Regions from separate parts of the Arachis hypogaea genome. Here region 2 is linked to region 1. A link is a contact called in public Hi-C data. All regions are on one chromosome and are shown on one strand. The core of a region is the stretch at or near the end of the contact, and the rest is flanking DNA. Distances in the headings are between cores, read along the strand shown.

Region 1 (2,963 bases), core at 210-2,709:
TATGCTGAACCTCATGTAACAAATTTAAAATATACGATTCTTTTTTTATATAATATTTCTCGTAAATGTATTCATATTTTTCTGCTCTCAAAAGCAGCAAGAATTTAAAATTTCTGTGGTTGCAAAAGTGTTTTTTCCCATGCGCTTCCACCTTCAACTATTAATTGCTAATACTTATGAATTTTAATTTAGTTAATATGTGTCATAAAATTCCATTTGATTAGTGAATACATCTACCTAAAATATATAGATACAATGATATATGTTTATCATGTAATTGTTGAGCGACAAATTTTTTAATAATACGGTGCCATACAAATTGATACAAAATACACAAAATTTTAGTATATTTTGATAAATTGGAACACAAAAATTAAAATGAGATATATCTTTTTGATAATTTTAATTTATTCTCATTTTATTTTCTTATTTTTCAAGTTTGTCATTCTATTTTCTTCTCGTTCACACCCTTCTTATCTCTTCTTCCCACCATTCTTTCCCATCTCCTTTCACTGCCAACCAAACTTCCTCTATCGAAGAAGACACAAAAGACATTGGAGTGAATCTGCAGCTACATCACTGATGATACGATTAGTATTAGGCTAGTTTAATTAAAAATTATATTATAAATAAAAATATAATGTAATAATGTAAGATAGGCATAATGTAATAGGAATTTTTTTTTTGCCCTAATTCTAGAAATTTTTCTCCTATTCTTTCTGATTATCTCTAATTCTCTCTATTATTAATACAAATTCGTATCGATTGCCTTCTAAATTGTCATAGCATCTCCACCTCCCCTTCTTAATCATTTTTGTTATTTGGCCTTCTTTATTTTGTCTTCTCTTTTTTGTTTCTACTTCTGTCTTATTTTAGATCTATATTGTTAATTTTTGTATAGAACCTCCACTATTATGTTTCATTTCCATCTCTATTCTTTTTTTTCTGTCCCTTTCTCGATTTTTTTATTTTTTAAATAAAGTTTTATTTTTTCTTTTTTTATTAATCTTTGGTTTTTTTAATATTATTGAATTTTTTGTTGATATTATTATAATTTTTTGATATCTGGATTATTACATTTTGGTTATGAATAGTGGTAGAAGAGAAAAGTAGGTAGTGGTAGATGAAAAGTTTGCATAGTAATAAGGGTAGATGATCAGGGCATTATAGATTTTTTAGAATCTTATGTACTTTATATATTTGTTTTATCTCACACTATACGCCAATCAAACAAAAAATTAAAAAATATAAAATTTAAGTTTTAATAGATTTATTATATATTTATTAAAATAAAAAAAATTTATACTAATAATGATTTTATTATGTACTTTTAAAATATATATTAGCTAAACTCAATACTTATTATTACATATTACAAGAGGTATATATTATTAAAATTTTTCGTTGACTTTTTTTGCTACTGTTTCTCGTTGACTTGCTTCAAGTGTTCAAGCAATATGGGTGTCTATCTATAAATAAATAAATATATGAGAACTCCAAGAAACCCAAACTAAACAGCAATGAATTTTCTACTAAAACAATCGGCTTATTATTATGAGCCAAATCCAACTCTTTGCTTAACAATTTTTGGGTTCATAAGCATCTTTCTAGTGCTTAAGATCACAAGAAGAAATTACAAGCCAAATAATAATAAAAATCTTCCACCATCACCACCAAAGCTTCCCTTCATTGGAAACCTTCATCAATTTGGAACACTGCCACACCGATCCTTCCATGAACTCTCAAACAAGCATGGCCCTCTCATGTTCCTTCAATTGGGACAAACACCAGCCATTGTGGTTTCTTCGGCCGAGGTGGCCGAAGAAATCATCAAGAAACATGATATTGCTTTCTCCAACAAGCCCCAAACAACATCTGGAAAAATCATTCTCTATGGATGCTCCGATGTCGTTTTCGCACCCTATGGCGAAGAATGGAGACAAAAAAGAAAAATTTGTGTTCTCGAACTTTTAAGCCTCAAAAGAGTGAAGTCTTTTAAATACATTCGTGAAGAAGAGATTATGGAATTGGTTGGTACCTATGATTTACAAATACTTTTAATATATGTTATTCATGCTTTGGATTTGCATTTATATATTTTTTTAGTTATTACTTTTTGATAAGATTTTTTTTATTATATATTACTCAGTCTAGAAATTTAATTTTTGCCGAGTATCTTGTATGCTAGGACTAATTATATTTAAAAAATTTAAGATGAAAAACTAAAATTTAATTTTGTCCATAATAGTTAATATTCTCTACTTATTCAATAACTTTTTATATATTTATTTTTATGTTTGAGATTTAATAATTTATGTATACTTTTATATCAATTTAAATTTTTGTAAAATTAGTTTTATAATATAATATTAAAATTTCTATTACAAAAAAATTTAGAATTCGATCTTAATATATTGAAAAATTTTTTAGCATAAAACATATTGTATCTAATACTGGTTATATAGGTTGATACCATACGTGCAAGGAAAGGATTTTCTATAAATATTAGTGAGTTGATAATTGCAACATCAAACAACATAGTGTCAAGATGTGTTCTTGGACAAAAGTATGATAATCCAGATGGTAGTGGCAGCTTTGGAGAGCTTGGAAGGAAGATGATGAGAGAATTGGCTGCTTTTAGTGTGGGAGATTTCTTCCCTTTCTTGGGTTGGCTTGATTTTCTCACTGGCCAAATACAAGAATTCAAGGCCACTTTTCATGCATTAGATGCTTTCTTTGATAAGGTGATTGAAGAACATAGGAGGAAAATGATGAAGAAAGAGGATGTTAAAAAGGGTCAATTAGACAAGATGGATTTTGTTGATATACTACTCCAAGTTCAAAAAGATGGTGTGCATGACTTTCAACTCACCAATGATAATCTCAAAGCAATCTTAGTGGTTAGTTTCTCTCAATTGCTTCTTTATACAATATAATATATAAAGAGGAGTGATAGGACCAGT
Region 2 (2,963 bases), core at 234-2,733, 150 kb after region 1:
GATGTCGATGTAGAACGAAACAAAACATTTGTATAGCTTCCAACTTAGATGATTGAGTGACAAAGTTATGATAATTGGACAAAGTTATGAAACCACTTATTCATTGAATATCTTATTCAACCAACTGATATTAAATGAAATCAAGCTGTTTCACCTGAAAGACATGGACAACTGGCTTGACTTGCCAGAACAAAAGAACATTATCATTGTGCATCCCTTCATCTACAAAGGAAAAAAAGAAAAGTAAGATTTCAGCATCAGAAATCAGAATTGGAGATACAGAAAGAGATCTCTCTCTCAAATCTAAAGGAAATGATAGCTTCAAAAGCACAAGAGGCGAATTTCAATGTTCTAGTCCTTTGAATACAAAAATATTCCAGCATTTTGTCATGCTAAAACACTCAAATCACTGAGAAACCAAGTTTGCTGAATTTCAGAGTGACAACAATACCAAAAACAAAAATAAAATTCACACACGAAGCATCAAAATGATAGCAATCAAACCATTAGCTACGGTTATGAATAGCAAACTATAACTGTTTAATATTTTGAAATTACTTATTTGATACCATTTTTGAAATTGCAATTCAGCATTGGCACCTCGTCGAAAACCTCTCACAAAAACAATCAACAATTTGAGAACTTTCCAATCCAATGCTAGTCGAACAAAATATCAAACAGTTGCTAGGCTAACTATATTTAACATTATCTAAGCTTGCCGTAGCTAATACATTTAAGGTGTTAATGACAAGTTAACAACAATAACAATTACAGTAAATAAATAACTAATTTGATGTCCTAACTCCTAATAACAATAATAAAATAAATAAACAAATCAAGACAAAACAGGGTAGTACCTGTGTCACAAATACAAATTCTGTGGACGTTGTCGGCGAGAAAGGGTTCGTCCATGGGGAGAGGAATGGGGCCATCACAATAGCTCAAACTCCTCTTCTCAAGCATCCTGAAATCGAGAAAAAAGTTGTAATCTTCTCCGAATTAAACTCAAAACAAGAGCAAATTCAAGCTTAAGAAACTCAATTAAAGAAATAATTAGGGGAATTGGGGGAAATGCGTGTGCCTTTCGATAGCGGAACGAACGTCACGGATAGAAGCAGTGCTGGAAGGCTTCAAGCAGACCTCAACTGAAAGACGAAGAAAGAAAATGGTGAGAAAATGGGAAGAAGGAAAAAGCAAGGAGAAGGAATGAGAGGGAAAGTGGAAGAAGTAGGAACCAGGGAGAACGATCTTGTCGTCGGGAACGGGAATCATGGGAGAGGAAGGAACGACGCCGTTTTGATGAGTTTGAAGGTTTTGGTTTGTGGCTGTGGCTGTGACGTCATCTTCTTCTTCCATAGGAACAGTGGGAGAAGTCGCAGCAGCCATTGTTGTGTTGTGTGAAGAATGAGAAGTGAGGTTCATGAAATTGGGAACAAATGTTTCAGGAAATTGGAAATTGAAGCAATGGGCGGGAAAACGAAAACCCTCCCAATAATATATTTTATTAAAGAAAAATATAATAATAAATAAATTTAATTTTGATGCATTTTTAATGTCAAGTAATTTTACACATGTATCTAATTACTTAATATCATATTAGTGAAAATAACTATTTTTTACAATGATTATGTGAATGCTCATTCAAAAGAACGGATGTAATTACACGATTCCGTAAAACGTTATACACCGTCAATGCATCAAAATTAAACTCTAATAAATAATAAAATATGAGTTTAATTTTGATTACACTACAAGAAAAACGTTGAATACCGTCGGATTTAGCGTTATAGAGTAGAGACGACTTTACCGGCAAATACGATAATAAATTCGCCAGATACAAATTTTATCGTCGGATTCTCTTTTGTGACGGTAATAAATAGAGGGAAAAGGTAAAAAATTGGCGCTACGTTTACCGTCAGATTTACAGGGAAATAAATCCAACGGTAACCTGGATTAGTGAGACATTGCATTTTAGTCATACACGAAGATTTATCGGCGGACTTTTCCATCAATAAATCCGATGGTAATCGTGCCCTAAATTTGAACCACAAACTCTCTTCCCCCTCATCTCGAATTGCTCTTTTGCTCTACCCTCTCGTCTCCTACTCTCTCTACACCATCTCATCTCTTCATCCACATTCTCTCTGGCAGCCCCCTCCGATGACCCCCCTCGTCGTTCAGCGATTGTTCTTCGTCCCCCCGACAAAACACCGCTTCTGCCGATGTGCCGCCGAATTGTCGCTTCTCCCTCCATGTAGCACCCCCTTTCCAATTATCATTATTCAAACTCCATTATTTTCTATGTTGATTAGATTATAATATAGGATGTTAGATAGATTAGTTGTTGATTACGTCCATTAGTTTGAAGTTGTGATTAATAATGTGTTGATTGTTACTGATTTTTGTGATTAAAATGTACATATTGCTGGTTTTTGTAAAAATGGCTTAAAGAGAGAGGGGTTCTACTGGTACTCTTGGGACTTCTCAGTCGTCTCCCTCTATTCCGACTACCCCTATGACGTTATAGACAATGGGTGCACAGGATCAACCGTTCATCATGATCCCTAACCCCAACTACATGGCTCTTATTGTTGCGCCATCTCTGCAACCAGGAAGTTGTTTGTCTGCTTCATCAGAGTGGACTCCTCCACCATCTCCAGTGCTCAGCAGCGCACTATCTCGACGACCACGCCTCTAGCGATAGACACCGCGGTGCTGGAATCCTCCCGTGGATTCCTGCTATATGCCCCTCCACCACCTCCCATCGCATCGATGACGATTTGACTTGATGGGACTTCGATGTGAGTACTATTTTAAATCTTTTATATGCAAACCATTTTAGTTAGTCAATTTAATTTAGTTACAATTTTATAGTATTAGTGGATTTAGCTTGTTAATATATGTTCAATTTAGTTGGTTTTAACTGCTTATTGTGTTTGATAATTCTTGATTGTTGATGGATG

What was found. Hi-C and Micro-C count contacts between places; a contact is called where the count stands out from the background.
Region 2: a Hi-C map of an unstated tissue shows a contact between it and region 1, with 2.2 times the contacts expected there. The contact joins the promoter of LOC112790442 here to the promoter of LOC112790430 in region 1.

The regions. Positions count from the first base shown.
Region 1 is chr3:43,044,976-43,047,938 of arahy.Tifrunner.gnm2.J5K5, forward strand. LOC112790430 (phenylacetaldehyde oxime monooxygenase CYP71AN24) reads left to right here and starts at 1,460. Exons shown (of 3, transcript XM_025832836.3): 1 at 1,460-2,030; 2 at 2,466-2,900. The coding sequence starts at 1,521.
Region 2 is chr3:43,191,570-43,194,532 of arahy.Tifrunner.gnm2.J5K5, forward strand. It overlaps LOC112790442 (pachytene checkpoint protein 2 homolog), which reads right to left and starts at 1,484. Exons shown (of 14, transcript XM_025832852.3): 1 at 1,236-1,484; 2 at 1,082-1,145; 3 at 858-964; 4 at 155-222. The coding sequence starts at 1,422.